4 separate regions of the Sus scrofa genome follow, and regions 1, 2 and 3 are each linked to region 4. A link is a contact called in public Hi-C, HiChIP or PLAC-seq and promoter capture Hi-C data. All regions are on one chromosome and are shown on one strand. Each heading gives the region's core, a stretch centred on a gene start, on an enhancer-like site or on the middle of the called end of the contact. The rest is flanking DNA. Distances are from core to core; before and after follow the strand shown.

Evidence for each region. Promoter capture Hi-C pulls out the DNA fragments that hold promoters and counts their contacts. A called contact is a pair of places that touch in the nucleus more often than the background predicts. HiChIP or PLAC-seq counts read pairs in DNA pulled down with a chosen protein or histone mark.
Region 1: an H3K27ac HiChIP or PLAC-seq map of alveolar macrophages shows a contact between it and region 4. The contact joins the promoter of CYSTM1 here to the promoter of LOC100521256 in region 4. A contact is called at or near these places in 1 of 5 promoter capture datasets (fetal liver) and 1 of 2 datasets of contacts at active chromatin or transcription factors (alveolar macrophages).
Region 2: a promoter capture Hi-C map of fetal liver shows a contact between it and region 4, with 3 times the contacts expected there. The contact joins the promoter of HBEGF here to the promoter of LOC100521256 in region 4. A contact is called at or near these places in 1 of 5 promoter capture datasets (fetal liver), 4 of 47 Hi-C or Micro-C datasets (embryonic fibroblasts, mesenteric adipose tissue, omental adipose tissue and 1 more) and 1 of 2 datasets of contacts at active chromatin or transcription factors (alveolar macrophages).
Region 3: a Hi-C map of heart right ventricle shows a contact between it and region 4, with 2.3 times the contacts expected there. The contact joins the promoter of PFDN1 here to the promoter of LOC100521256 in region 4. A contact is called at or near these places in 1 of 5 promoter capture datasets (fetal liver), 1 of 47 Hi-C or Micro-C datasets (heart right ventricle) and 1 of 2 datasets of contacts at active chromatin or transcription factors (alveolar macrophages).

Annotation. Positions count from the first base shown.
Region 1 is chr2:141,943,816-141,950,844 of Sscrofa11.1, reverse strand. CYSTM1 (cysteine-rich and transmembrane domain-containing protein 1) reads right to left here and starts at 4,800. Exons shown (of 3, transcript XM_013995210.2): 1 at 4,417-4,800. The coding sequence starts at 4,542.
Region 2 is chr2:142,111,637-142,118,490 of Sscrofa11.1, reverse strand. It overlaps HBEGF (heparin binding EGF like growth factor), which reads left to right and starts at 3,604. Exons shown (of 5, transcript NM_214299.1): 1 at 3,604-3,649; 2 at 3,854-4,027. The coding sequence starts at 3,604.
Region 3 is chr2:142,074,461-142,081,523 of Sscrofa11.1, reverse strand. It overlaps PFDN1 (prefoldin subunit 1), which reads left to right and starts at 3,524. Exons shown (of 4, transcript XM_005661736.2): 1 at 3,524-3,672; 2 at 6,717-6,883. The coding sequence starts at 3,640.
Region 4 is chr2:142,399,697-142,407,100 of Sscrofa11.1, reverse strand. LOC100521256 (probable histidine--tRNA ligase, mitochondrial) reads right to left here and starts at 5,822. Exons shown (of 12, transcript XM_013995242.2): 1 at 5,518-5,822; 2 at 3,766-3,840; 3 at 3,401-3,520; 4 at 2,668-2,763; 5 at 1,742-1,867; 6 at 1,525-1,632; 7 at 1,178-1,276; 8 at 773-866; 9 at 106-233; 10 at 1-13. The coding sequence starts at 5,625. HARS (histidine--tRNA ligase, cytoplasmic) reads left to right here and starts at 5,869. Exons shown (of 12, transcript XM_021084891.1): 1 at 5,869-6,054; 2 at 6,334-6,423. The coding sequence starts at 5,965.

The DNA.
Region 1 (7,029 bases), core at 3,551-6,050, 460 kb after region 4:
CTTTCTTTCAACACTGACCACGTGGTCAGAAAGCCTTCAGTCAGCAAAGGGGCAGTGTTGCCTGATCCTTAACCCACAGAGCGAGGCCAGGGATTGAACCTGCATCCTCATGGATCCTAGTCAGACTAATGATACTTTAGCACAAATCAGAGAACTGATGATAAGCATCTGTGACGAAGACAGTACTGCCCAGAGAGTAAATTCAGGCGGATCAAGCCTTCCTCTCACCATAATTACCAAGACTCCCTTAAACAGGCATCACCACAATAAACTGAACGTTGTGACAAAGGGAGTCACATGAATTTTTTGGTTTCCAGTGCAGATAAAAGTTTTGTTTTCACTATGCTCTCGTCTATTAAGTGTGCGATAACATTATGCCTAAAAAAAACAATGAACAAACCTTAACTTAAAAATACTTTAGGAGGAGTTTCCACCGCGGCTCAGGGATTGCAAACCCAATTAGTATCCATGAGGACTTGGGTTCGATCCCTGGCCTTGCTTGGTGGGTTAAGGATCCAGCATTGCCATGAGCTGTGGCACAGGTTACAGATGCAGCTCGGATCCCCACATGGCAGCTACAGCTGGCAGCTACAGCTCCAATTCAACCCCTAGCCTGGGAACTTCCATATGCCATGGGTGAAGCGCTTAAAAAAAGCCAAAAATTACTCTGAGGAATTCCCTTGTGGCTCAGCGGGTTAAAGTTCTGGCGTTGTCCCTGCTGTGGCTCTGGTTACAGCTGTGGCTCAAGTTTGATCCTTGGCCTGGGAAGTTTTGCATGCTGCAGGCACCGCCAAAAAATAAATAAAAATACTTTGGGAGTTCCCTTGTGGACTAATGATTAGGATTCGGCGCTTTTACTACTCTGGCCCAGGTTTAATCTCTGACCTGGGAACTAAGAGCCTACATCAAGCTGTTGCATACCATGGCCCATCAATCAATAAAAATTTAAGAATACTTTGTCACTGAAAAATGCTAATCAACACCAGAGCCTTCAGGGAGCTGTAATCTTTTTGCTGGTGGAGTTTTGAAGTATTTCAAGAATTACCAAAATGTGACAGAGACACAAAGTGAACCAATACTGATGGAAAAATGGTGCCAATAAATACAGGGTTGCCACAAACCTTCGATTTGTAAAAATTACAATATTGTGAAGCACAAGAAATCAAAGTACACAAGTTCCTGCTGTGGCACAAAGGGGTCAACCATCTTAGGAGTGCTGGGACACAGGTTCGATCCCCAGCTCCACAGTGGGTTATGGATCCATTATTGCCACAGCTGTGGCAGAGGTTGCAGCTGCAGCTTGCATTAAACCACTGACCTGGAACTTCCATGTGCTGTGGGTGTGGCTGAAAAAACCCAAAAAACAAAACCAAACAAAAACCTACAGAAATCATTCTCAGCTCACTTCCTGGAGTTCCAGTTGTGGCACAGCAGAAACACATCCAACTAGTATCCATGAGGATGTGGGTTCGCTCCCTGGCCTTGCTCAGTGGGTTAAGGATCCGGCATTGCCAGAAGCTATTGTGTAGGTGGCAGACATAGCTCAGATCTGGCATTGCTGTGGCTTTGGAATAGGCTGGCAGCTGTAGCTCCAATTTGACCCCTAGCCTGGGAACTTCCATATGCCCTGGGTGTGCCCCTATTTAAAAAAAAAAAAAAAACAAGAACAAAAACAAAAAACACTGCCTTTTTTTGGGGGGGGGGGGCTTTTTAGGGCTGCACCTGCAGCATATGGAGATTCCCAGGCTAGGGGGGTCAAATTGGAGCTACAGCTGCCAGCCTACACCACAACCATGCCACGCCAGATCCGAGCCACGTCTGCGACCTACACCACAGCTCAGGGCAACACCAGATCCTTAACCTACTGAGCGAGGCCAGGAATCGAACCCACAACCACAGTTCCTAGTCAGATGCGTTTCCACTTCGCCACGACAGGAACTCTTCACGCACTTCCTTTTGAAGACCCCTTTGTACGTGGTGCCCAAAATGGTGTGAACCTTTTTGGCTGGAGGGTCAAGGCTTGCCCAGTCCCCTTGCTTCTAAACTGCTGGTTTTAATTGCTGACTCTCATTTTACAGCCAAGCCCATTAGTAGCCTTCCGTCAAGCATGAGGAGCTTGGAGGCCTGGAGCGCAGCTCGCAGCTCAGCCTTGAGGAAAACAGGAAGCCTCTTCTGTCAGAACTTTCCTCCTGCGACAACTACGCCTAGGCGACACGTCACAAGTCTGAGAGATGGACGTTACAGGTCCACAGCATCCCTGGGCACATCAGCAAGCACCTGACTCTTCTTGTGCGCCCGAGGACTGGCAGGGTGACGAGGACTGGCAGGGTGACGTGGGCAAGTGTTAAAAGGTGACTGTCCCACTCCCCATTCAGTGGAGCGCATGGTACCGCCCACTTCAGCCTCCGAAGAACTTAATCATTAACTCCTTTAGGGTTGAAAGGATGTAGCTTGAAAGCCCAAGAGGCTGCCAGGATACACGTGTATTCCAGGCTCTAAAAGAGCCGCATCAGGTGTGAAACCATCTGAGGTTATCGACACATGAAATACACACCTGACCTTACTCGTGATTATTGGCTTATTGGTAACTACGACCAGGTAACCACACCTGCAAACAAAACCAAAATGCCTCAGGGCATTAAATAAGGCTTTTTTTTTTTTTTCCAACAAAAGTTGACAATGTCCACCTCTTTATTTGACTACATCTCAAAAACAAAACAAAAAAACAACACTCCATTTATCCAACGACTAAAATATTCCGTTTTGAAGGAGCTCGAATGTCATATAAGCCTCCCATTAACACTCCTGGTACCTCTGTGAAGGGGGCACTGCCCATTACCCTGTTTCAAGGTCAAGGAATGTTTCCAAGAGAATGATGGGGCCCTGTCCTTGGGTGACAAAGGGCAGGCCTACAACACTCCGTGGTGGGTCTCTGGCTCACACCTCTCAGCCCAGTTCCCCTTAAAGGAGGGCATTTCTGTTCTTCAGGAGAAGAACTTCCAGCCCTGGTGTTTACCATAGCTGGTGTTTAGGGAAATGCTGAAATTTTTTCCCTGACACTGAAGTCTTAAGGTCTCTACCAAGGGGAAAACTTGTGGGGGCAGCAGAGACGAAGGAAAGCGGAAAATTTCCCCAAACTCTTGGCCTACTTCACTGCCTGACAGCACAGAGTTGTAGCGCCGGGGGTGGGGGGGACTGTTTCTTTCCCAGGGAAGCATGAGTAGTTCAAATACTTCCGAAGATATTTAGAAAAGGGTTAATATATATACATATATGTTTTGCTTTTTAGGGCCACACCCGCGGCATATGGAAGTTCCCAGGCTAGGGGTCTAATAAGAGCTGTTGCTGCTGGCCTATGCCACAGGCACAGCAATGCCAGATCCGAGCCACAGCTGTGACCTACACTTCAGTTCACAGCAACGCTGGATCCTTAATCCACTGAGTGAGGCCAAGGATCAAACCCGCAATCTCATAGTTCCTAGTTGGATTCATTTCTGCTGCGCCACAATGGGAACTCGGAGAAAAGGGTTAACTTTTTTTTTAATGTGGGCTTCAAGATATTGTAAATCAACAATACTTCAATAAAAAAAAAGTACTTAAAAAATATTAAATGTGACCCAGAAATCTAATTTCCAGTGATTCTGAATATTATGGGGCACCTGCAAGGTCCCATTAAAAAAAAAAAAACAACCCACTATCGGAACAAGTCCTACAGGGTCCGTGGGGGGGTGCTGTTCTCTGGCTACGCAGTAGTGTGTGGTAAACACACCTTGCTCAAGTGACCTATCTTAAGACATCTTTTTACACAGCAGGATGTCACGGATCTGACTGGAAGTTCACTCTCCCCAGTTGCCACCACTCTGGATTTGTCCCCCCCTGGGCGCTGCGCTGGCTTCTCTGTTGAAGCATAAAGCAGCTGCAGCCACTTTGCCTAGTTCTCAGCAATTCCCTCAAGTGCCTTTTCCTGTACAGGATCCCTAGAGGTCCAATTCTGTTTTCTGGAGTCAAACAAATACAAGGCAAATTGGTGAGAAGTTTTAGCTATTATTTTACTTCCTCCCAGAAACCAGAAGTTGCTAAGTTTCAATATAAAATGGACAGCTGTGCCGGACAGGATCAGCACATTTCAGAGTTGGGAAAAAACCGTCAACTGCCAAATCATCCCTCTTCAATAACCAAACTATGTTTTTCCTGTTTCTCAAGAATTTAAGAAAAAAAAAAAAAATAGCCCATTAACACTTAAGCAGCCTTGCTTGAGAAGCCCACAAATTGAGGGTAGGAGGTAAGAAACGGCAACACTGTTCTCTAATTAACAAAGAGCAAGCGACTCCCTCCAGCTTCCCCCACGCCACACATTCATGTTTTAGGCAGGGATTTTCCTTCGATAACTTTCTCGCCATTAAATCTACCACTCACCTGAGGTTTGGGTTTCGCCCTGGGGATAAGACGCGTTTGAAAAACACCCTGAAACCTCAAAAAGATGAGAGCTGTGGACCAATTAAGCTCAGGGCGGGTCCGAGGGGGCAAAGCTCTCAGAGCCATTAACTCATCCGGAAAACGAGCTGCACTTGGGCGCTTCCTTCCCCCTTCACAGCAAGGAATTTTTAACAATCTGCTCGCAAAGGGCTGGGGTCATTGGCGTCTGGCTGCCTGCGCCCCCATCCCTGTCTGCTACAAACATTTCAGAAGCAGGGTTCACAGAATTCCCAAGAGACCCGAGTTCTAGGCGTTGTCACCTCTTTTCGGGGCTGTCACAACAGCCTCCTGCATGTCTCCCCAACCCCAATCCAGCCGACGCTTCAATGGCTCCCCAAGATACTCAACCCCCCCCGACCCCGAGCCGAGCACCCCGAGTTTTTCCTAAACGGCCCTAACCTAATTCTCCAAAGTCCCCCCCGCCACCCAATCGCCCTAGCTCTCGGTGCAGTAAGTCACCGAATCGTCATTCCAGCGCCAGACTCAAGGTCTCCTTCCCCGAGGTCCCCTTTTCCACCCTCTACTCTTCCAGCCCCCACCGCTGCCGGGAGATTAGTCCCCACCCCTCAGGGCTCAGCTCAGATTTCACTTCCCCCAACAGGTCTCCTCAGATCCCAATCCCCTGCTCTCAAGTCAGGATTCCTCGCCCCTCGCCCCTCCTTTTCTCAATACCCCGGTCCCTTGATCCCACCCGCGGGGCTCCCGAGCGGCCTCCCGTCCCAGCAGGCCCGACTCAGAGAACGGACTGAATTCCCCGGCAGCGCCCTAGAAACCGCAGCCCAAGGCGAAGAGATGCAGAAGCCTCCCACAGATGTCCCCCGAGACCGGGTGTGGCGAGCCTCGCACTCAGTCGGCCAACTCCTCGCAACGCCGAGCCCCTGGGTCCACCGCCCAGAGGCCCGGCCGGCGGCGCGGGAGCTTCCCAGCCTCTGCCAGCGGCCGCGATATGCCGGAGTGGGCACCGGGCCGACTGCAACCGCTTCCCCGGTTCCTGACCTCTACCCCAGGGCTGCGCGCTTCCCGGCCTGAGCCGGCCCTTCCCCGCCCGAGGCCCCGTAGCTCTCCGCGCACCCTCTGGGGAGCTCAGGAGTGAGCAACACCCCGGTAGGGCCCTGCCCGCGCCTCACTCCCTCCCGGGTCTCAGCTGGGCCGGCCTGGGCTCCGCTGCGCCTCACCTTTCCTCTCTACGAACCCGCCGGGCACTGGTTCGGCTGGGACCGAAGGGCTCGGACGAGACCGCACAAGTTGTGCCGCACCTGCTAAGGAACAAGTGAGGAGCCTGGGCGCGCCTGACGTCACGACCGCCGCGAGCGAGGCGAGCTCCGAGTCACCTGATCACCCTGGCAACGCGCGCGGGGGCGGGGCGAAGAGGGGGCGGGGTCACAGCGCGAGCCCCGCCCCCAGCGGCCGGGCCTCCGGGCGCGCTCCCGGGCGGTTGCCGGCGCGGGAACCCGAGTTCCGGCCCTGGCTTCCCTGCTTGGTCTTTGAGTTGGGATGGATCCCTGAGACTCCAACAGGCACGCCCCTCAGTGTTGAGAGACACCAAAAATTACCCTCTTGCCGCCACTGCAAGTGCCCGAAAGGCGGGGCCTGTGTCCCCAAGGCACCCAGTTCAGTGCGTGGCACTCAGGATTCCCTGTGGGCTGCGCTTCCTGGTATCTCCTCTGGTCTAGAGCCAGCTAGGTTCAGGGGTTTACTCCGCGAACTGTACTTGGGAGGGATGCGGCCAAGGCTGATAACTGGTTTGCTTTCTAGCAACTTTCTCCATAAACCCCCAGTCTTTGCTAGATAATGTAATAAGACTGCTTTCGTTCAGGAGAGGGGAAGAGACGGGCTGTCGCCCAGGCCCAGATTTTCTGTCCTGCAAGCCTCCTTCTAATCCAACAGAATGAGAAATCACTGCAACACTCTCAGAGCAAAGCCTAGGACAAGCCCGAAAGTCCTACTTGGAAAGATATTTTTATTGTTTTTCAGTTTAGAAATTGATTTTCTCGTAGTTCCTGACATGGCTCAGCAGAAACGAATCTGACTACCATTCATAAGGACGCAGGTTCGATCCCCGGCCTAGCTCAGTGGGTTTAGGATCTGGTGTTGCTGTGGCCTATAGTGTGGGTTGCAGACACGCTGGGATCCTGTGTTGCTGTGGCTGTGGTGTAGGCCTGCGGCTACAGCTCTGATTGGACCCCTAGCCTGGGAACCTCCATATGCTGTGGGTGCGGCCCTAAAAAGCAAAAAAAAAAAAAAAAAAAATGATCTTCTCTTCAGTGTTCTCCCCTTGCTCACTATAATCCTGTCTGCACCTCTGTGACCTTCCAGTCACTGGCCATAGAAGCAGCTTCAAAATGAAAATTCAACACCTCATGGAGGTCCTGGCCGGAGAGAGCGTCTGTTTATTTCAGTCCTTAACTTCTTTTTGCTTGAGCTCCAGTTAAGGTTACTCTCCTATTCCCTGCACCGCTATGGAGGTTTCATGCATGTCATCCCTCCCTCTCAGACTATGGGATTTTAAACCCAAGAATTACTCTATAAACAGCTTCTAGGGAGCATGTCTTG
Region 2 (6,854 bases), core at 2,355-4,854, 290 kb after region 4:
TTTTTTTTTTTTGTCTTTCTTTCTTTTTGGTTGCACCCATGCCATGTGGAAGTCCTTGGGCCAGGGACTGAACCTGTACCACAGCAGCAACCCGAGCCACAGCAGTGACAATGCCAGCTCCTTAACTCACTGCACCACAAGGGAACTCCTCTACTTTCCTTTCTTATTTTCTTTATTTAAGTTTTTTATGGCTGCACCTGTGGCATATGGAAGTCCCTGGGCTAAAGGTCGATTTGGAGCTGCAGCCGAGCCCTCCATCACAGCTCGTGGCAGTGCCGGATCTTGAACCCACTGAGCGAGGCCAGGAATAGAACCCGCATCCTCATGGAGACACAGCTCTGTGAGGGTTCTTAATCTGCTGAACCACAAGAGGACCTCCTGTTTTCCTTTTTACTTTATTTAATGTGTTGCCCCTCGCCCTACTGTAGAATGTTAGCTCCGTAAGAGCACATCCGTGGCTCTGTGGTTTATCGCTGTGTCCTAGTGCCCAAAAAACGATTCATTGCTTGTTTGTGGAATAAATGAGTTAGTGATGCTGTCCCAGCATGAATCGTGATTACTCTTTCTTTCTTTTTTGGGGGCTGCCCCGAGGCATACAGAGATCCCAGCCACAGCCTTCAACTAAGCCGCAGCTCTGGCAATGCTGGATCCTTAACCCACTGTGCTAGGCTGGGGACGAACCCACATCCCAGCACTCCCAGAACACTGCCAATCCCATTGCACCACAGCGGGGAGCTCCAAGTTTACTTTTTTTTTTTTTTTTTTTTTTTTTTTTGTCTTTTGTCCTTTTTAGGGCCGCACCTGAGGCATGTGGAGGTTCCCAGGCTAGGAGTCTAATCGGAGCTTTAGCCACTGGCCTACGTCACAGCCACAGCAACACTAGATCCGAGCCACGTCTGTGACCCACACCACAGCTCACGGCAATGCCGGATCCTGAGCCCACTGAGCGAGGCCAGGGATGGAACCGGCAACTTGATGATCCCTAGTCGGATTCGTTTCCGCTGTGCCACGACGTTTACTTTTTCTAATCGAAAGACGCTCAAGGTTCTGAGAGGAGAAGTGACTGTCCCCCAACCATTCCAGGTCTTTTGTCTTCATTTTCCAGGCCCTTCCCATAAAACCTGGCTGACACACAAAGCTCGCAGGGGTGAGGCTCGCAGGGGTGATGAAAGCTTGGAGTTGCCCCATGAATGGGCTAAGGCTGATGTGGGGGTGAGAAGGCGGAAGGACAGAGCTTGTGAAGGCAGAGGCAGGCTGGGGCAGGAGAGTAGGGTGTGACCCTGCCGTGCTGGGGGCAGGAGGGGTGACCTGGCCGGGTGGCAGGAAGTGTTTCCCTTCCTCCTCCCTTCAGGAGAGCCCTGACCCCAAGGTGGTTTTGTTTTAGGGAAGCAGGTGGCCAGGCAGTTGCTGAGGGAGAACAAAGGTGTGGCCTGGGTGGTGACAGCTACTGAGGTTCTCGGCCCGATACTGATCACCCAGAGGAACAATCCCAAAGTGGCATTTAGCCAAACGGGTGATAGGTGAGTTTCCTCCTAAAACCAAGTCAACTACACATGGCGTCTCAGACCTCTGGGAAAGGGAGAGAAAAAAGGTTTCTAAGGAAAAGCAATGGTCCGTGTACAATGCTTAGTAATATAACAATAACAATAGGTCACAGTCATTATACTATGTCTGGCCCTGTACTAAGTCCTTCATACGTGTTCCCGAGGGCAAGCTTCAAGACGCTGTCTACAAAGTAGGTGTTATTATTATTGTTGTCTCCGTTGGAGAGATGTGGAAACTGAGGCTCAGCGACATTAAATATTTGTCCAAGGTCACACAGTAAGAAGCAACATCAGGATTCCAGTTTGGGACTTTCGTGATTCCAGCATCGTGGAAACCGGAATCTGGAGCGAGTTGCTGGGGCAAATTAAAGCGCACAGCGCCCCACTGACCCCTACACAAGCGGGGATGAGGAGGGAGAGTGGGATAGACTGTGTATAAATAGCAGGCCTGTTTTTATCCCTACACATGGGCTGCATCAGGCCAGCAGCTCTATCTGGCACAACTTGAGGGCTCTGAATGCCAACCCAGCCCTGTGTCATACAACTCCCGCCCCAGCACGTCCCTGGGAGCTGAAATGCCTACTGAGAGAGTCATTTCTTTGGGCCAGGACACTGACTCCAGAAGACCCCTGTAAAAATACTTCGGATGGAAGAGAAACACATCAATCTCCTGGCACCTGTTTTTTTGTTTTTGTTTTTGTTTTTTTTTTTGTCTTTTCTAGGGCCACTCCTGCGGCATATGGAGATTCCCAGGCTAGGGGTCTAATCAGAGCCTACACCAGAGCCACAGCAACGCGGGATTCCAGCCGCGTCTGCCACCCACACCACAGCTCACGGCAACATCAGATCCTTAACCCACTGAGCAAGGCCGGGGATTGAACCCGCAACCTCATGGTTCCTAGTTAGATTCGTTTTCACTGAGCCACGCCGGGAACTCCTGGCACCTGTTGAACGCAATAACCTAGGCTAACTAGCTGGGGCCTGCGGGAGGGGCCCAGTTCCCACGCTGGCGGAAGATGATGGGATTCGAAGGCTTGTTTCGCAGCCTGTGTCTCTCCCTCCGATGCCGGAAGCCTGGGAATTATAACCCATAGTTCAAAAATCTTAATGGAGACTATGTCCACTGAGACAAAGATGGGGAGAAGCCTCTCCAGCGGCTGAAAGAATACTGGTAACTTTCTTCGCCTTTGCTGGATGGATACCAAGGGCCTGCAGCTGCCACTCTGGTAACCTCTCAGGCTCACCTGAGACCTGTTGGCTTTCATTGTCTAATTTTCAAATGATAAATGAGTTAATTATTATGTACTCCTTGATTTGTGGGGAGGCAAAGAAGCGGGTATCTGAAGCTCAAATGATGACCTGAGTGGGGGATCCCTGGTTTAGAACAGGGATGCCGGGAGGGACCAGGCCTGGAAGAGACGAGGAGCGTCCAAGGGCGAAGCGCCGCTCAGCCGTCACAGGGCTGCCGCGCGACAAGCATTTGGGGAAAGGTAGGACCGGGTCCCCGCCACCTGCCGGTCAGCAGCCCTACCCACAGTCAGGCCGCGGCCGCCCTGGCCTGGTCCCAAAATATGTGAGCGCCGCCCCTCGCTCCCGCCCCCTTTCCCCGCCGCGCCCGCGGGGTCGGGGGCTGCGCGGCCGGCGCCGGGAGCCGGGCGGGCGTCCCGGCGCGCGGGGCGGGCGGGGGGGGGGGTGGAGGGGGCGGCGGGAGGCGGGGCGGAGCTTGGGCGCCTCGCGGAGCTTTATTCCCGGCCGCGCGCCGAGCGGCGCTCAGTCGACCGAGGGAGCTGCGCGCGGCACGCGGCTGGCCTGGCTGAGGCGCAAGGGCTCGGGCGGGCGGGCGGACAGACGAACCGACAGACGGAGTGAACGAGAGAGGCGCCGGGCAGCCGCGAGCTCCCCGCACATCCCAGCCAGGCCTGCACCCCAAGGCCGGCAGCAGATCGTGCCCGGCGGGGTCTCCTGCGCTCTGCCCGCCCCGGCTCCCGTGCCAGCGCCCAGCTCCCGCCGCCGCCTCTAAAGTGATCGCTGCCTCGCCGCCTCCGCCCGGCCCGGGACCATGAAGCTGCTGCCGTCGGTGGTGCTGAAGCTCTTTCTGGCTGCAGGTAGGAGGGCTGCTGCCGCTCCCGGGGGTCGGTCGGGGGGGATGGGGACGCTCTGCCGGGGGGCACGGAGGGAGATCGCTGCTGCGTCCCCGGCGCGGGCCACTTGGTGGGGCCCGTGTTCCCTGGCGGGCGGGCGCCGGCTGCGGTACGTAGCGACGGGGGTCTGGGCGGGGGGTCTGATGCGGCCTTGCCCCTCACCCGCAGTGTTCTCGGCGCTGGTGACCGGCGAGAGCCTGGAGCGCCTGCGGAGGGGGCTGGCGGATGGAACCAGCAATCTGGTCTCCCCTACCGAATCTACGGACCAGCTGCTGCCCCCGGGAGGTGGCCGAGGCCGGGAAGTCCTGGACTTGGAAGAGGCAGACCTGGACCTTTTGAGAGGTTAGTGCTGGGGCTGTCCGTCCTTGGACCTTGGTGGGCAGTTGAAGAATAAGTGGATCTGGCAAGGATGCTGCTTGCACACACCTGCGGTTTGGGGGTTTTCAGGGAGGGAGGACTTCAAGGAAAAGCCCCTTGGCCTGCCAAGCTCCCTGGGGGATCCTAGAATGTAGGTCCTGTTGTCTTTCTCGCCCTGGGGTCTCACGTGGCTCCTTGCTGCCCTTCTGGATACTTGGGGGCAAATTGAGACAGGCAAGGTGTCTGGGCTCGGTCCATTCCTCTGAGGTAAACTGGGTGAGAGATGCAAGGAATGCTTGAGATGCTTCCCTTAGAGTGTCTAGGTAAAAAGGGGCACAAGTCCTAGTTTCTACATCAAATGACTTTTATGCATAAAACAAGGTAACAGATGTTCGGATGCTGGGCACCTAGGAGGTGTGTCCTGTTAGCCTCCTCCGTCCACCTGTCTCCAGGTTGGGCAAACGGAGGGAAATGAGGAACTCTTGGTCCCTGCAGAGACCAGCTCCCCCTGGGAGGGCTGTGAAGAGTGAGCACTGGGTTCCTAGAGAGCTGTATTGAAATGCTGGGTGTCTCCCAAGTCTCCCCACGCCCGGATACTTCCTGACCACCTTGAGTCCCTGAGAGAGACTTCAAGGGAGGAAGGGCTGGTGGGATCCTCCCACCAGCCGAGCGCCGTGGCTGAGCACATGAGTGCAAGTACAGGGCAGAGTCCAGAGCCTCCGGTATTGCTCGCTTCCCTGCCCCCAGCCACCTGCAGAGATGCTTGAGGGTGGAGCAGGGACTGAGCCCTGGAGCCCTGGAATGACTATATTTGGCTGCAAAGATACCCACCTGTTCTAGCTCCGCCTGCTCCTCAGCTACCCCTCTTCTTACTCACTCAGCTTCCCTGAGGTGTTGTGTATAAACCCAGGGTCTGCTCCAAAGCTGAGGCTGGGCTCCTGCCTTCCATCCTCTTGACAGTGGCCCTCTGGGGTCACCCTTGGCCTGAACAACCTGGATCCTCCTGGCCCTGTCCTTCTAGGCAGGGCAGAGCGGGGCCGTGACTCACCCTCCACCCACACAGCTGCTCCTCATACCTCTGCAGACCTGACTCACTGCTCCCTCTCCCCGGCAGGAGCCTAGCTGTCCCCCTGTCACTCTCTCCCTCCCTTTTCTGACCAGCTTGGCCCTTCTGCCTCAGTTTCGCTGCAGCTCTGGTCAGCAGCTTCCTCTGAGCATCCGCCTTACCTTCTGAGTTCTGAAGGGGTCTGGGGTTGCACCAGAAGAGCCGGGGGGTTGGGGAGGCGGCTACGGGACTGCTGGCACCTGCCACTTCCCTTGTCTTGGGTTTGCTGGGCAAAAAGTCCATTTTTTCAGTTCTAGGGATCCTATCACCTTAAAAAAAAATGTTGCCATTTATTACGTGCCTTCTATGTACGAAGCACTCAATATGTTTTTGTGGGTTAATTAATCCTCATTACAACCCTCTGAGATAGGAACCCCTGCCCCCGACTTTTTACTGAAAACCACAGGGTTCAGAGAGATGAAGTGTTTTGCCCAAGACCACAGGGCTGAAATTGAAGCACAAGTCTGCTGACTTTAGCCCATCTATTGTCTCACTCCTGGCTCAGCATCCCAGGTGCTCTGGGCTCGTCTAGGACAGGGTGTGTGTGTGTGTGTGAGAGAGAGAGACAGCTTGGTGTGTTAGAAAGAGCACTGGACGTGGAGTCCAGAGACCACATTTCAGATCCCAACCCTGCATGACCTTGGGCAGGTCACTGACTCTTGGCACCTCAAGTTTTTCACCTGGAAATGGAAAGATAGAGCTTTTTAGGACTGCACCAGTGGCATATGGAGATTCCCAGGCTAGGGGTCCAATCAGAGCTACAGCTGCTGGCCTACACCACAGCCATGGCAACATCAGATCTGAGCCACATCTATGATCTACACTACAGCTCATGGCAACGCCGGATCCTTAACCCACTGAGCAAGGCCAGGGATCGAACCTGCAACCTCAAGGTTCCTAGTCAGATTCATTTCCACTCTGCCACGATGGGAACTCCAGAAAGCTATATTGTGTGTGTGTGTGTGTGTGTGTGTGTGTGTGTATATTTTTTTTTTTTTGTCTTTTTGCCTTTTCTAGGGCCACTCCCGCGGCATATGGAGGTTCCCAGGCTAGGGGTCTAATCGCAGCTGTAGCCACCGGCCTACACCAGAGCCACAGCAACAAGGAGGGATCTGAGCCGCGTCTGTGACCTACACCACAGCTCACGGCAATGCTGGATCCTTAACCCACTGAGCAAGGCCAGGAATCGAATCTGCAACCTCATGATTCCTAGTTGGATTCATTAACCACTGCGCCACAATGGGAACTCCAGAAAGCTATATTTTTTTAAATCAATTCCACCTTGAGCATCCTAGGACTCCAGTCTAATGTATGATGCTCACCCTTCTGCTGGACACGTCACTACAGCCATAGAGATCAGGCCCCTTTTTTTCTGCTGGAGGCAGGGGAGAGGGGACTGGCATGAGAGCCCTGGGCTGATGGGAGCAGCCCCTGGTCAGTCCTGGCTGGATGTCTGAGAGGTTGTTTTGCCCCTTCGAAGTATGAAAAGAATGGGGAGAGTCACCACAGTTCTAGTTCCTTCTGATAGTTTTACTTTCCATTTCTCTACCTCTCGTGCACTGTACGCTCCATCCTAGAGAGCTATACACGGGACCTTTGGGGATAAATGCAAAGAAACCTTTGAGAGAAGCGACTAGCTGCCAAGAGCACAGAGCAGGGTAAATATTTCGCCTGATGTCTAAAAAGCAACGCTCTTGGAAACAAACA
Region 3 (7,063 bases), core at 2,275-4,774, 320 kb after region 4:
TACCAGGAACTTTGTAAGCATTCTCCCATTTAATCCTGATAACAACCTATGAGCTGGGTAGGATTATTAACTCTATTTTACAGTCGAAGAGACAGAAGCTCTGAGAGGTTAGGTAATTTTCTTAGGATCTGACAGGTAGTAAATGGTGGACATGGGATTTGATGCTAGAGGGTCAGACTCCAAAGCCTATACCCTTAACACACTCTGCTGAACTTTCTCTCAAATGGAATGAATGCTTCAGGTTCTGTCTTACAAGATCAAATAACCTGAAGGTTAAGAACTTTGCAACCTGAAAAGCTCTGATGTCAGCAACTGCTAATCCCCCCCCCCAATATTTCTCTTTGAGTTCCTATTCATAATTACAGAATTCTTTGTGATTAGCTAGATACATAGTGGCCCATGATAATAACTACATTTCCCCCAGTCTTTCTTGTCATCAGGAATGGCCATGTGCTTCTGCCTGGGCCAATGTGATATGGACAGAGCCACACCTACAACTTCTGGGCTAGGCCTCTAAAGAGAAGGAGGGCGCCCCCTCATCCCTTTCCCCCTCCCACTAGCGAGGCTATGGACATGGCGGTGTTGAGTCATCTTGGATCACATGGAGAAGACAGAAGGAGCCTGGGAACTGTGCCGTTGTACACAGCACACACTTACCCTACCTTGCTTATGCCTGGATGGTTGTGACAGAGAAAGAGGAGCTTCTGTCTTGGTTCCGCCATTGCCATGTTGGATCTCTGTTGCAGCAGCTGACCTTATAGTCTAACTAATACAGTCCATTCACAGGGGGAAGGATTATTCTCATTACTCCTGCAGAGTGGCTTTGAGACTGCATTAGGCTAAATCGTAAGAATTAACTTTCTCTTCTCAGTAAAAGATATTATCATTGCTCAGGTCAAAACCTAGGAGTCTTGGAGTTCCCGTTGTGGCTCAGTGGTAATGAATCCAACTTGTATCCATGAGGATTCGGATTCAACCCCTGGCCTCTGAGTGGGTTAAGAATCTGGTGTTGCCATGAGCTGTGATATAGGTCGAAGATGTGGCTCGGATCTCATATTGCTGTGGTTGTGGTGTAGGCCGGCAGCTACCGCTCCAATTGGACCCCTAATCTGGGAACGTGCATATGCCACAGGTGCAGCCTTAAAAAGCAAAAGCAAAAGAAACAAAAGAAAACAAACTCCCCCCCAAAACCCCCAAATTAGGAGTCTTTATTTTTCTTTTAGATTTTTTCCCTGCTGCTGTGGGCAGGGAGGTCACAATGAAAGAAAGAGAGGGATCAAAGATGATTTGTAATCTCCTAATAAGTATGCTGAGTGAAAGATGGCTAAGAGTAACATGCTGTATGATTCCATGTCTATAAAGTTCTAGAATATGCAAACAAATCTAAAGAGACTTAAGAAGATCAGTAATTGCCAGAGAGATTGGGGGGGGGGAGACTAAGGGGGAAGCAGAAGGAGCATTAGATAACTTTTGTGGCGATAGATTTATTATCACAATTATGAAGATGGTTTCCTAGATGGGAACTTATCAAATTATACACTTTAATATATTCAGTTTATTATATGCCATTATACCTGAATAAAGATTTTTTTTTTAACAGAGAGTTTCCTGGTGGTCTAGCAGTTAGGATTTAGTGGTTTCATTGATGCAGGGTTTAATCCCTGGTCTGGGAAGTGAGATCCCGCATAAAGCAGCTGCCTGATAACTGTGTGACAAGTAATGTAAACAAAAACAAAAACAATAAAGGAAGAGTTTGCTGGACCTTGAAAGGCAAACACAACAATGCTAACTGCTACTTAATTACAACTATTTATCCAGTATCTACTTGTGCATTGTGTGAAACTTGGAACTTTTCACCTTGATCTTATTCTTTGCCCACATAACACTGTTAGGGTAATATTATTATTCTCTCTCTGTCTCTGTCTCTCTCTCTCTCTTTTTCTTTTTCTTTTCCCCCCAGGGCTGCACCTGCAGCATATGGAAGTTTCCAGGCTGAGAGTTGAGCTGGAGCTGGAGCCGTTGGCCTATGCCACAGCCACAGCAATGCAGGATCTGAGCCTCATCTTTGACCTACACCACAGGTCACAGGCAACACCGGATCCTTAACCCCTTGAACAAAGCCAGGGGTTGAGCCCTAATCCTCATGGATGTGAGTTGGGTACATTGGCACTGAATCATGATGGGAACTCAATAATATTGTTATTTCCATATTAAATAAGGAGACAAACTCTATTGCTACACAGTAAGTAGAACCAGACATATCTAGGCACAAGGTAGACCAAACCTTAGCTACCTTGGAATCTGTCTGGTTCTAAATTACCTGCCCTTTCCTCTCTCTTACAGGTTTTTAGACTAGGCAAAACATCCATTTCTTTCATTTCTAAAAGTCCAATTACCAGCCATCCCTCTGGTTCAAATGCCAGATATTTTACATAAGATTCTCAAAATGTGGTTTGCAGACCACTTGGGGCATTTGCAAAGGTGCAAATTTCTGGGCCCTGATCTCAAAGATTCTAAGTAATTAAGTTTGGGATAAGGACCAGAGAATCTCTGTGTGCGTGTTTAAAATATACATATTTTATTTTATTCATTAATTTTTTTGTCTTTTTGCCTTTTCTAGGGCTGCTCCCTTGGCATATGGAGGTTCCCAGGCTAGGGGTCTAATCGGAGCTGTAGCCACCGGCCTACGCCAGAGCCACAGCAACGCGGGATCCGAGCCACGTCTGCGACCTACATCACAGCTCACGGCAACGACGGATCCTTAACCCATTGAGCAAGGCCAGGGGTCGAACCCGCAACCTCATGGTTCCTAGTCGGATTCGTTTCTGCTGCGCCACGACGGGAACTCCAAAATATATATATTTGAAACAAACTAATTTGGTTTGTGAGAACCACTGTGTCAAGAAGGTCTTCCATGAGTGTTCAGTATAACTAAGTTCTTTGGAGGAACAGTTCGGCTAAGCCTTCCGGTTTTCTCTATATTGGCATGTATGAGGCGTGGGCTGAATTTTCGTTTTTTGTTTTTGTCTTTTTAGGGCCGCAACATATGGAGGTTCCCAGGCTAGGGGTTGAATCAGAGCTGTAGCTGTCGGCCTGCATCAGAGCCACAGCAGCCATCCCAGTCGTGTCTGTGATCTCCACCACAGCTCAGGCAACACCGGATCCTTAACCCTCTGAGCCAGGCCAGGGATCGAACCTGCAACCTCATAGTTCCTAGTCCGATTCGTTTCCTCTGCACCAGGATGCAAACTCCTGGGATTCTTTGTCCTCCCTGACAGCACAGGGACCCTGACTGAAGAGGTTTTGGCCTCATCTACATACATCTCAATTTAGCAGCACAAACTAAGGTATTTGTCAAAAATACTTAAAACCATGCACGAAATCTGCGCGTGGTGCGGTGTCTGGAAGGATGTGGAGAAACAGGCCAAGCCTATAGGTCACGAGAAACATGTGCTTTTAATCGGAATCTAGGGTTCTCTGGGTGGAGGGGGGATTCCTAGCGCTGGAGAGCGGAGGAAACCAAGCAGCTCGGCTCCTGCGCAGGCGTAGAAGGAAAGGGGACGATCCGCCAAGGCGCGCCCTTCCCCCACCCTTCTTTCCGGCCTTCTCCCAGCGCGCAGGCGCAGAGAGGGAATCAAGATGGCGGCTCCCGTGGATCTGGAGTTGAAGAAGGTAAAAGAGGGTTTTGAGCAGGCAGGCTTCTCTTTGGAAGCTAACGGGACCGTAGACAAGAATATCGAGTGAGACCCAAGTCCCGCGGAGGGAAGAAGGTCCCAGGGCATTGGGGAATGCTTTCCCAGAGTCCTTCAGGCGGGACTGGGTCGCCTTAGGCTGGAGTCGGGGCGAGCAGCTCTTTGCTGGAAGAGAGCTGGTAGGGCTGGGGCTGGTTAAGTCTGGCGGGCCGATAGCTGTTTTGAGTCCCTTGTTCCGGGCTCCAGAGCCCTTTCCTTGTTCTTGGAGCCTTCAGTCCTATTGTAAGGCCTGAAGTGAGCGTTTCAAGTTGGAGCCCCTTGAGACAGCTTGCCCGAGCTGAGGCATCCGTAATTCTGCATCCTAATTTGCTTTGACAAACTCCAGGTCCAACCTGTGTTTTTAGGCCACTTCTTCAATCCCGTACCTCTAAGGTCGCGACATACTCTTAAATCAGATATTCTCAGCACTGTTTGGCTCCCTCCCTAGCCCCTCCACCCCTCCCCTTTTAAAGGGTTTGTCAAAAAAGAAGCAAAGTCTAGTGAAAGTTTTCTAAATGGAATCGGTATCAGAAGGAATTGGGTTTCTCCCTTCCCATAGTTGCCTGTAAATGTGTTGTTACTCAGAGACGTTTTTGCCACTTAAAGAATTGTCAGGATTGTGACACCGCTACCAACTCAAAAGCATATCTTTTTTTTTTTTTTTTTTTGAGAGGGGGATGGGTTGGGGATTGGAAAGGATCTTAGACTTCATCTGCTCTAAACTTTTACTTTTCTAGAAATAAAAACAGTTACAGAAAAGACTCAGGCCATGGTTAGGATCAGAATCCAATATTTTCTGCCTTCCCGCCTTTTGGCCATTAGTTTAGGTACTTCAGAAGGGCATCTTGTACTAAAACCATTCCGGTCAACCTTTGTGTCAGACATAGGGCAGGTGAAATAGCTTTTGCACCCAATAAGCAAAGCTGTTTACTATTGCTCTGAGGATTTGTGTATGTCCTTTTTGCCATTTTTGTTTCGAAACTTGTATCTTTAGTCTTTACGTGGTCTCTAATGCTGTCCCATCTTAGCTTTAACAATATACTAGGTTCCTTAGCAAACTGTGTCGTAAAGCATCCTAAAAGCCCCCCTCCTTTTTTTTTTTTTCTGTTCAAATTAAGTCAGGGTTTAGTGAAAGAGCCAACAATAGAGTACAGCTGTGAATGGGTTTACCTCAGTATTATTTGAATTTGTTGCTAGGAAACCTGTGGGCAATGAATGCAAACTAAGAAAATGTTACGGACTTAAATTGATTGCAGACAAATTGATTACAGACTTAAACGATTATAGACTTAAATGAGTACAGACTTGAATTGGGTAGCTTTGACAACCAGTGAAATTAACTCAAAAAAACTTGTTTAAGGATATTCTAATGTCTTTATAATGTCTTTTTTTTTGGTCATTTTTGGCCACCCCACAGCATATGGAGCTCCTAGGCGAGGGATCAGATTGGAGTTACAGCTGCGACCTCAGCTGCAGCTGCAGCAATGCTGGATCCCTAATCCACTGTGCCGGTGGGGTTTGAACCCTCATCCCAGTGGCTCCCAAGACTCCACTGGTCCCGTTGCGCCACAGTGGGAGCTCGGGTCTTTTTTTTTTTTTTTGAGTGGAGACAAGTAGGACATTTTAGGCACCTCCTCTAACTCTAAACAAAATTTTGAAACCTTACTAGTAGGTGAGAACAAAGCCAGAGTAGAAGTTAAATAGCAGCTTTTGCCATGCATTGCAGCCACAAAAATTATTATTCAAGTATTAAGGCATAAATTTGACAGGATGTGAAAGTCATTCTAGGCTCTTCAACAAGAGTACCTAGGAGCTTTTTGAGTTAAGGGTACCCAAGGGTCAGATTTGGCTTGGTGTGTGCCTCTGTCATGATATAATTCTTCTTCCAGTGTTTCAAATATTTTCTTTTTTGTCCTTCTCTTAAAATATGCATTTTCTGAATATTACTATAGACAGCAGAACGGAAAGGTTTTTGAACTAGAAGTCAAGAAATGGACTTAAGAGCTCACTTTTAGACCTCTTAGTTGTTCAACCATGTGCAAGTCATTTATATCTCTTTCAAACATTTAGTTACTTAATTTATAAGCTGTGGTGATGAAACTGCTTGCCCTAACTCAGGATTGTTGAGAAGAGTAAATGAGGTATTTATTATTACATCTATTAGTGTTCTCATATTAATATTTACATATTAATAGTTCAAAAAATGTGGGAAAGTGCTTTGAAAACTAGTTGTAAAATATAAATGTAGTGAGTAGTTACATTTATGGTTCTTGTTTTGGATCTCTGGGTTTCATCCGCTGACTGTTGCATTTAGTGCCTATATTACTCCTTGGGTACCTGCTACTTGATATGTTTATTATTTACCATGTCTTTGTTCTGCTGCTTCAAATAGACAGCATCTTTTGAGGACTGGGTAAATTCAAAACAGTTGACCCTTGAACAACACAGGTTTAAACTGCGGGGATCCAATTGTACATAGATTTTTAAAGGTATTACTACAGTACCACACACTGTGTGATTGGTTGAAATCCAGATGTAGAACCAAGGATACAGAGGAACTGCTATATGGAGGGTCAGCTGTAAATTACACTGGGATTTTTTTTTTTTTTTGGCCATGCCTAAGGCATGTGGAAATTTCTAGCCCAGGGACTAAATGTGCTCCACAGCTATAACCAGAATCACAGCAGTGACAACTCCAGATCCTTAACCTCCTAGCCAGGAGGAAACTCCTGTACTCAGCATTTTGACAACATGGAGAGTCAGTGCCCCTAAGCCTTGAGTTGTTCAAGAGTCAAGAATATTTAGCATAGTGGCTTGATCATTTATAATTATATGAACGTTTATTGATGTTTGCGCAGGTAACAAACATCAAATTTTATAACTTTGTCTCAGCAGGCTTTATTTTAATATGTTTAAATTTGACTTAAATATTTTCTGTAAAATGTTTCACTTACTAAATCAAGGACTTTTTTTTTTTTTTTTAAGGCCTTCACAGAGCTTCAAGCTAAAGTTATTGACACTCAACAGAAGGTGAAGCTTGCAGACATACAGATTGAACAGCTCAACAGGACAAAAAAGCATGCACATCTTACAGATACGGAGATTATGACTTTGGTAGATGAGACCAACATGTATGAAGGTGTAGGAAGAATGTAAGTAAAATATATCCTTAAGGGGGTTATCTTGGAAGAGGTTTTGTCTGGATTAAATTGTAAAATTTGTTCACTTTAAAATTTAAATTAAAATATCAGAGTAGCTTTAAAGATTGTCTAGTCAATATCTTCTTTTTTTTTTTTTAAATGAGAAACTGATGTCTTTAATTTTTTTCTTTC
Region 4 (7,404 bases), core at 4,573-7,072:
GGTCAAAGGAGATCTATGGGGACAAAGCCATAGTGAGTCTCAGACAAGACCCAGGACCCTGAGAGCCCTCGACACAGCAGGAGGTCCACCCCCAACTCAGCTCACTTTCTCAGCAATTCCAAATAAAGTCAGGTAATCAAATAGCAGCTTCAGGTCTCCCAAGCCCTCCAAGGCCTGCTTGTTCCGGGACAGTTCAGGATCCTGGAGCATATCTTCCACCAACGACACCCCACCTGGGGAGACATGTAGAGAGAAAAAAATGTCTGTGCCATTCACCCAGATGTGTTTCATCCAAATTGTCCCTAATGTGCTCCACCTAGTCGGCTTCATTCTCTTAAAAAAAAAAAAAAGATCCTGATCACTTAAGACCAGAGTCTCCTCCTCCACCTCCATCTTTGTCATCTGAAGACAAAACGTGGTTACAATAAACAAAAGGGGAATTAAATCCAAACCAAGGTCTGTTAATGGGAAGGAGCTATTTCAGAGGTAGAAGTTATACACCTAACACCCTCACTCTGGATCTACCATGTGCTTTGGAAAGCACTGATTCTTTTTTTTTTTTTTTTTCCAAAGCCACCCCAGTGGCATATGTTAATTCCCTGTGCCAGGGATCAAACCTGAGCCAGAGCTGCAACCCACGCCACAGCTGCAGCCAATGCCAGTTCCTTAACCCACTGCACCGGGCCAGGGATCGAATCAGCGCCTCCAGAGACAAGCCAGATTATTAGCCCACTGCGCCACTGCAGGAACTCCAGAAAACACTGACTCTTACCATGACATTGAACATAATCCCCAATTCGATCTGCCACTTCAGGAGCCAGGCCTCTCTTTGCCACCATCTCATGTCTCACATCTTTCCAAGACATCTGCACAAAACCCAAACATTAGCCTAGCCCCCACATCCATCTTTCTCTACATGTAAAAAGGCACGTCATTTTCATTCACTATATGTATCCCAAGTAGCTAACGCTATCCTCAGCAAAGTCAGAGGCAGCTTTGGAAATACAGCCCATAATCTCCACTGCATAAAAACTCAGATCTTGCTTCAGAATGTCTCCTTACCTTCCTCCCACAAAGAGCTCACTTCCAGTCATCATCTCCTTATTTTCCTCTAAGGGTACAGACCGGAAAGCAGGAGAGAAACTCTGATAGGGTCGAGTGAAGTGAGTCTTCTTACCTTGTCTAGTTTGTCTACCGAGGAGCAGATGGCATGGAACTTGCTTTCAGGAACACCACAGACAGCAAATATCCCATCCAAAAGCCGCCGGTCATTGACCTGTGAACTCAATGGACAACCCAAGTGTCTTGTCAATGACGTCTCCCTCAAAACAATGGCAGTCCCCTAGTCTCCTGATCCATAAAAAGGATAGAAAAGAAATTTCATAGGATGACTACAGAAGCATAGATCTATATGAAATAAGAAAGTCCTAGCACTGCAGGCTTAATGGTGGGGGTCACCAATGTTTTGAGACACCATCAGGCAAAATCCAGACTTCTCTGCTCAGTCCTCAGCCCTGGCCTCACCTTAATGAGAAAATCCCCCAGCTGCAACCCACTAAGGATTTCACACATGATCTTCACACATTCTGCATCAGGGATCATAGGGTCAAAATGACCAGCAATGTCAAAATCCTACAACAAAGAAAAAGACAGGGGGAAAAAAAAAAATCACTGAGCTGCCAGGTCCCAGGCTGTGGCCCCCGGAACTACCGAACCATGCTGCCCTCTTCAGCTCACTTACACACTGGCAGAACTCCCTGTAGCGGCCTTGGACTATGGTTGGACTCTCCCGCCGCCACACCTTTCCAACATGGTAGCGTTTCATCTTCTTCACTTTATTCATGGCCAGATAACGAGCAAAAGGGACCTCACATCAAAAGGTTAAGGAAGAAGGATACTGCATCCGAAGCTTCGGCCCAGTGTAAAGTCTGGGCCTCTATCAACTGGATCTCATGCACTAGGATGAGAACAAGGAATCTCTCTGACTCTCCACTAACTCCAAGCAGTGCTAAGCAACCAATAAATACGGAATGGCGGTGGAATTCCCCTGTGACGCAGCGGGTTAAGGGTGTGGCATTGTCACCGCTGTGACGCAGGTTCAATCCCTGGCCAGGGGAACTGCCATGGGTACAGCAAAAAAAAAAAAAAAAAAAGTGGCAAATGAAGGAATCTCACCTAGCAAAACCACAATTTTGGTAGAACGTAAGGGAAGCAGAGATAAAAATGACCCAAGACCTTCAAGTCTGTGCCATTTCCTCCCACTAAGATCAATTCTCAACTGTCTCAGAATTGTCAAGCTTTGGGACTTGGATTTGCCTACAACTTCTATGTTAAAGTTCCTTAACCTGCATCTTAATTACCCAGATACCTGTTTATACTGCAAATTGCTGAGCCCCACTCAGGCTACAGAATTAAGAATATGTGGGGCTAGAGGTCAAGGATCTGCCTTTTTGGAAGCTTCCCCAAAGGATTCTGACACATTATAAATCTAAATGACAGTGCTCTAGGCCAGGCCCTGCTGGCAGGATTGCCTTCTGGAAAAAACTGGCAGTAAAGGCTACTGCTAACAAACCATAAGGATCCCAGAGTCATTCTTGCCCCTTTTGTCAGAGAAAGTCCTCTGGGTTTAGAAAGAGTTAAGTCAGGCCCCAGAACTCAGAAGGATACAGTAAGGTCATAGCGCAAAGACAGCAGCTCTCCACCCTGATCCTTCAGATCGTAGATGAGCCCAGAGTCCTCGCCATACCTCTCAGTAAGCATTTCCTGCAAGGGTCAAACAGAAAGAACCACCGTTAAAAAGAGGAGTCCAGGAGTTTCCATCATGCCTCAGTGGTCAACGAACGCAACTAGTACCAAGAAGACGCAGATTCAATTCCTGGCTTTGCTCAGCAGGTTAAGGATCCGGCATTGCTGGGGGCTGTGGTGTAGGTCGCAGACAAGGCCCAGAGCCTGAGCTGCTGTGGCTGTGGTGTAGGCTGGCAGCTGTAGCTCCATTGGACCCCCAGCCTGAAAACCTCCATATGCCTCAGGTGTGGCCCTAAAAAGACAAAAGACCAAAACAAAAAAAACAAAACAAAACAAAAAAAAGGAGGAGTCCAAAGCATAGGCTAGAAGCCCTTTAGGAAACAAGTTAGGAAGTTCCCGTCATGGCTCAGCAGTTAGCGTATCTGACTAGTATCCATGAGGATGCAGGTTTGATCCTGGAACTCACTCAGTGGGTTAAGGATCCAGTGTTGCTGTGGCTGTGGTGTAGGCCAGCGGCTACAGCTCTGATTCGACCCCTAGCCTGGGAACCTCCATATGCCCAAGTGCGGCCCTAAAAAGACCAAAAAAAAAAAAAAAAAAAGTAAACACGGCAGGTGAAGAAATGGGGTTCAGCATTCTTTTTTCCTCCTCTTACCTTTAGTTCAAATGCTGGGGTATCCAACCTCTTTGCTCCATGACGTTTAAAGCAGCTAACAACCATATCAAGAATTTTCTCCCTCACAACCATCTGCTGGGGACTAAAATCTCTAGTGCCCTAGAAACCAAAAGGAGTGAAACCAAAGATCAAAGAGGTCCACTGAAGATAAAGAGTTAAACTACATCTATAATCTAAGGTCTGGAGGTGAAACTTTGAATTCAGATGACTCTGAGCCCCACCCAGAAGCTCAAGAATAGTCAAGATTTTTTTAAAATGAGCTTTAAAAACCATTAAAAAGGGATCAGGAAGAGAAGCAGAGCAGAGAGCAGAACTCCAAGACACTCTAAGGAACAGGACATTACCTTTGGGGTCTTGAGAATAAAATTTGGTTTCTCTTTATGTGGTTTCAGTTGGGATGCTAATGTTGCCTCTGCAACCTGGCAGAATAAATGTGAGATAAATGTGAGATATGGCTCCTCTCAGTACAGGGCAGATCTGTGATATCTCTGGCCCCACGTACCCCGACCTCAGGTCCCTAAGCAACAGGAAATCTGAACGTTATTCTATCTATCCCAGTCTCAGCCCACCTCCAAAAACGCAGCTGTATCTGCAATGTATATGTACTACATATGTACTACATATGTACATGTACTACATATAAGACCAGGTGTTGAAGTTCCCGTCGTGGCTCAGTGGTTAACGAATCCGACTAAAGACCAGGTGTTTACCAAACAAGTCTCCTCAATACATTTGGAGTTTTTTGGGGGTTTTTTTGTTTTTTGCTTTTTTTTTTTTTTTCTTTTTGTCTTTTTGCCTTTTCTAGGGCCACACCTGTGGCATCTAGAGGTTCCGAGGCCAGGGGTCTAATCGGAGCTGTAGCTGCCAGCCTACACCACAGCCACAGCAATGTGGTATCTGGGCCACATCTGCGACCTACACCACAGCTCACCACAATGCTGTATCCTTGACCCACTGAGTAAAGCCAGGGATCAAACACACAACCTCATGGTTCTTAGTCGGATTCATTAACCAGTGAGCCATGACGGGAACTCCTGGAGTTTTTTTAATGTGTGAAAAAGTTTAACCCAGGAACAAGGAAGGCACAAAGCAACCCGGCATTATCATTACCAACCATCTAGAAGTAGGGATTAGCACAATCCCCAGTTCTCGGCTCCTACTCAAAGAGTGAAAGTAAGAATTTTTAAGGAGTTCCCCTCGTGGCTCAGTGGAAATGAATCCAACTAGCATCCATGTGGACACAGGTTCCATCCCTGGCCTTGCTCAGTGGGTTAAGGATCCAGTGTTGCCATGAACTGTGGAGTAGGTCAAAGTTTTGGCTTGGATCCTGCATTGCTATGGCTGTGGCGTAGGCCAGCAGCTACAGCTCCAATTTGTCCCCTAGCCTGGGAACCTCCATATGCCACAGGGGCATCCCTAAAAAAAAAACAAAATAAAAAATTCAAAAAAAAAAAAGAATTTTTAATAAGGTAGTAATGGTCCTTAGGCTTGGACCAGTCTTCCTAGAAGACTTTTTCCCAAGGTACAACAAAATCACTGATTCTGTTTATTTCCAGATATAGACGGTGGAGTAGTTCTATACTTTGGCAGGTTCTGTCCTTCAAAGGATGGCAGTTGAAGTCCACATTCCCTCCTCTACAAGTCAAAATCTCTGAAAACTAAAAATCGGAGTGGGGGGGATATGAAGGAGTCTCATTTTGACGTAAATTCTAATGTGAATTCAGTCTATTTAGGGTCATTAGTCACCTCAGTGGAACGTTCATATATTTTGCTTAAAGTTTGTTTATGTGCTAGACGCCAAAAGGTTCTGAAAGGGATTATGAATCTACATTAAAATGTTCCCTCACTATGCAGCCATAGGTAAGTCATTTAACCTGGCAGCCTTCATTTCCTCAACTATAAAGTAGAAATAATAACCCCAACCTCTCAAGATGGCTATGATTAATGACAGAGCATCCTAAAAGGCTCTGTGTCGGCACTTGGTGGGCACGCAATAAAAACCGACTGTGACAGTGCGGGAGTGCAGGCCGCGAGCCCATGCTTTCAGACCTGGAAATCCTGCCCCGACAGACCAGAGCTAGCTCAGTCTGGCTCACCTGGCTATGAGAACGGACCGCCCCAATGCATACGGCACCGGGCGGCCGCCGGAGCTGGCCAAGCAGCGCAGCCCAGGCCCTTCCATGCAGGAATCCGAGCTGGGGCATCGTGAGGCAGTGAGACGGCTTTCCGGGACAGGAGGCAAAGGACCTAGGAAGGAGGCAAAAAAGACCCCAGGAAGGGTACAGGGCGCGGTAGAGGTGAAGCCCAGACTCTACAGAAGAAATAAGCGCTTCTACACCATCTAAATCCCGCAAGGTGGCTTGGGTCCTTTCCGGCTCCCTCCCAGCATTTACACTTCCGGTAGGAGCCGGAAGTGATTGTTGTCCTGGGTGGTGGCTCTCTAGGCATGTGAGCCCGCGACTCGGTAGCCGGAAGTCGTCCGAGCTGAGGCTGTGGCCGCCACAGCCGATCTGGACAGCAATCAGCTCCGGCTGGCAGCCAGTATGGCAGGGCGTGAGACGCTGGAGGAACTGGTGCGACTTCAGGGAGAGCGCGTGCGGGGCCTTAAGCAGCAGAAGGCCAGCACTGAGCAGGTGCGACCCAGGCGGCAGGGGAGGGAACAAGGCAAGGCCAGGGAGGACATAGAACGTGGGTGGGCTGCACAGAGGCTGAAGATATGGAAGCAGGGACCGGACTGGTAGGGAGGAGGATGGGCTCGGTGGGGAGGTAGCTGCGATAGGACCCAAGAGAAGGAAGGATGGGCCTGGGAGACAGATCTGCCGCACTTCTCGATGAGCGAGAGATACTGAATGAATGGCGGGGAAGGGAAGGAGTGGATGTGATACAGCCCAGCGCCTGCTTTCCCTCCACAGATCGAGGAGGAGGTGGCAAAACTACTGAAACTGAAGGCACAGCTCGGCCCTGATGAAGGGAAACATAAGTTTGTGCTCAAAACTCCCAAGGTGAGTATCATATCTTTAAGGAGCCTCTGAGAGGGTGCCTGCTTCCCTGAACCGGGTCATTGAGGAGGATCTGAAATGCTGCAGAGGAAACAACAGTTACTCTGAGTGCCAGGCTGGGCTGGACTCTACCTGAGTCATTCTGGGATGGCAAAGTGATGGCAGAAACTAGGCCAGCTAAGTATTTAGGGGCGTCTACCTGCTACTGCTACTCCTTTTTGATTCAGTAAATATTTTTTGAGTGATCGCTACACAAGGTGAGTGTACCATGGTAAACAACATAGCCACCCCTCAGCTCACATTCTACTGAAGCAAACAGACCTAGGAGATATGATCCCACACATAGATATGTAACTACAACTTGGTTAAGTGATGTAAAGAAATAACAAAGTGCTCTGAGAAAAATAAGGGACAAGTGGGGAATCTGAGAAAGCCTCCCTAAAAAAGTGATAGACTAGCTGACCTAAAAGATGAGTGGGAGATAGATGAAGAGTCAGAAGAAGATAGGTCCAGATAGGGAGTGGAAATCCTTTTTTGGGGGGGGGGGGCTTGCCTGCATCAATGTGTAAGTTACCTGGCCAAGAATTGAACCCACACCACAGCAGCCACCTGGGCCACTGCAGTGACAAGCCAGATGCTTGGCCTGCTGTGCCACAGGGGACTCCAGGGAATGGAAGTCCTGAAGCGAGAATGAAACTTTGTAGTTTCCAGGAACTATAAAAAGACCTCATGGCTAGAACCAGATGGAGAAGTAGAAATGAAGATAGAGAGTGAAATAAAGTTGGAGAGTCTTAGCTCAGCATCCATGATGTCAGTTCAGATGCTACTTCTATAAGTTCTATAAACTGAACTATTTACCCTTCATCTGGGTTCCCTCGGCACTTGACAAATATACCTCCGTTACCACATTTATTGCTGCCTTTTCATTATTCACATGGTTTACTTAGCCTGAGAGGCTGAGATTGGAATTGAGTAGCTATTCAA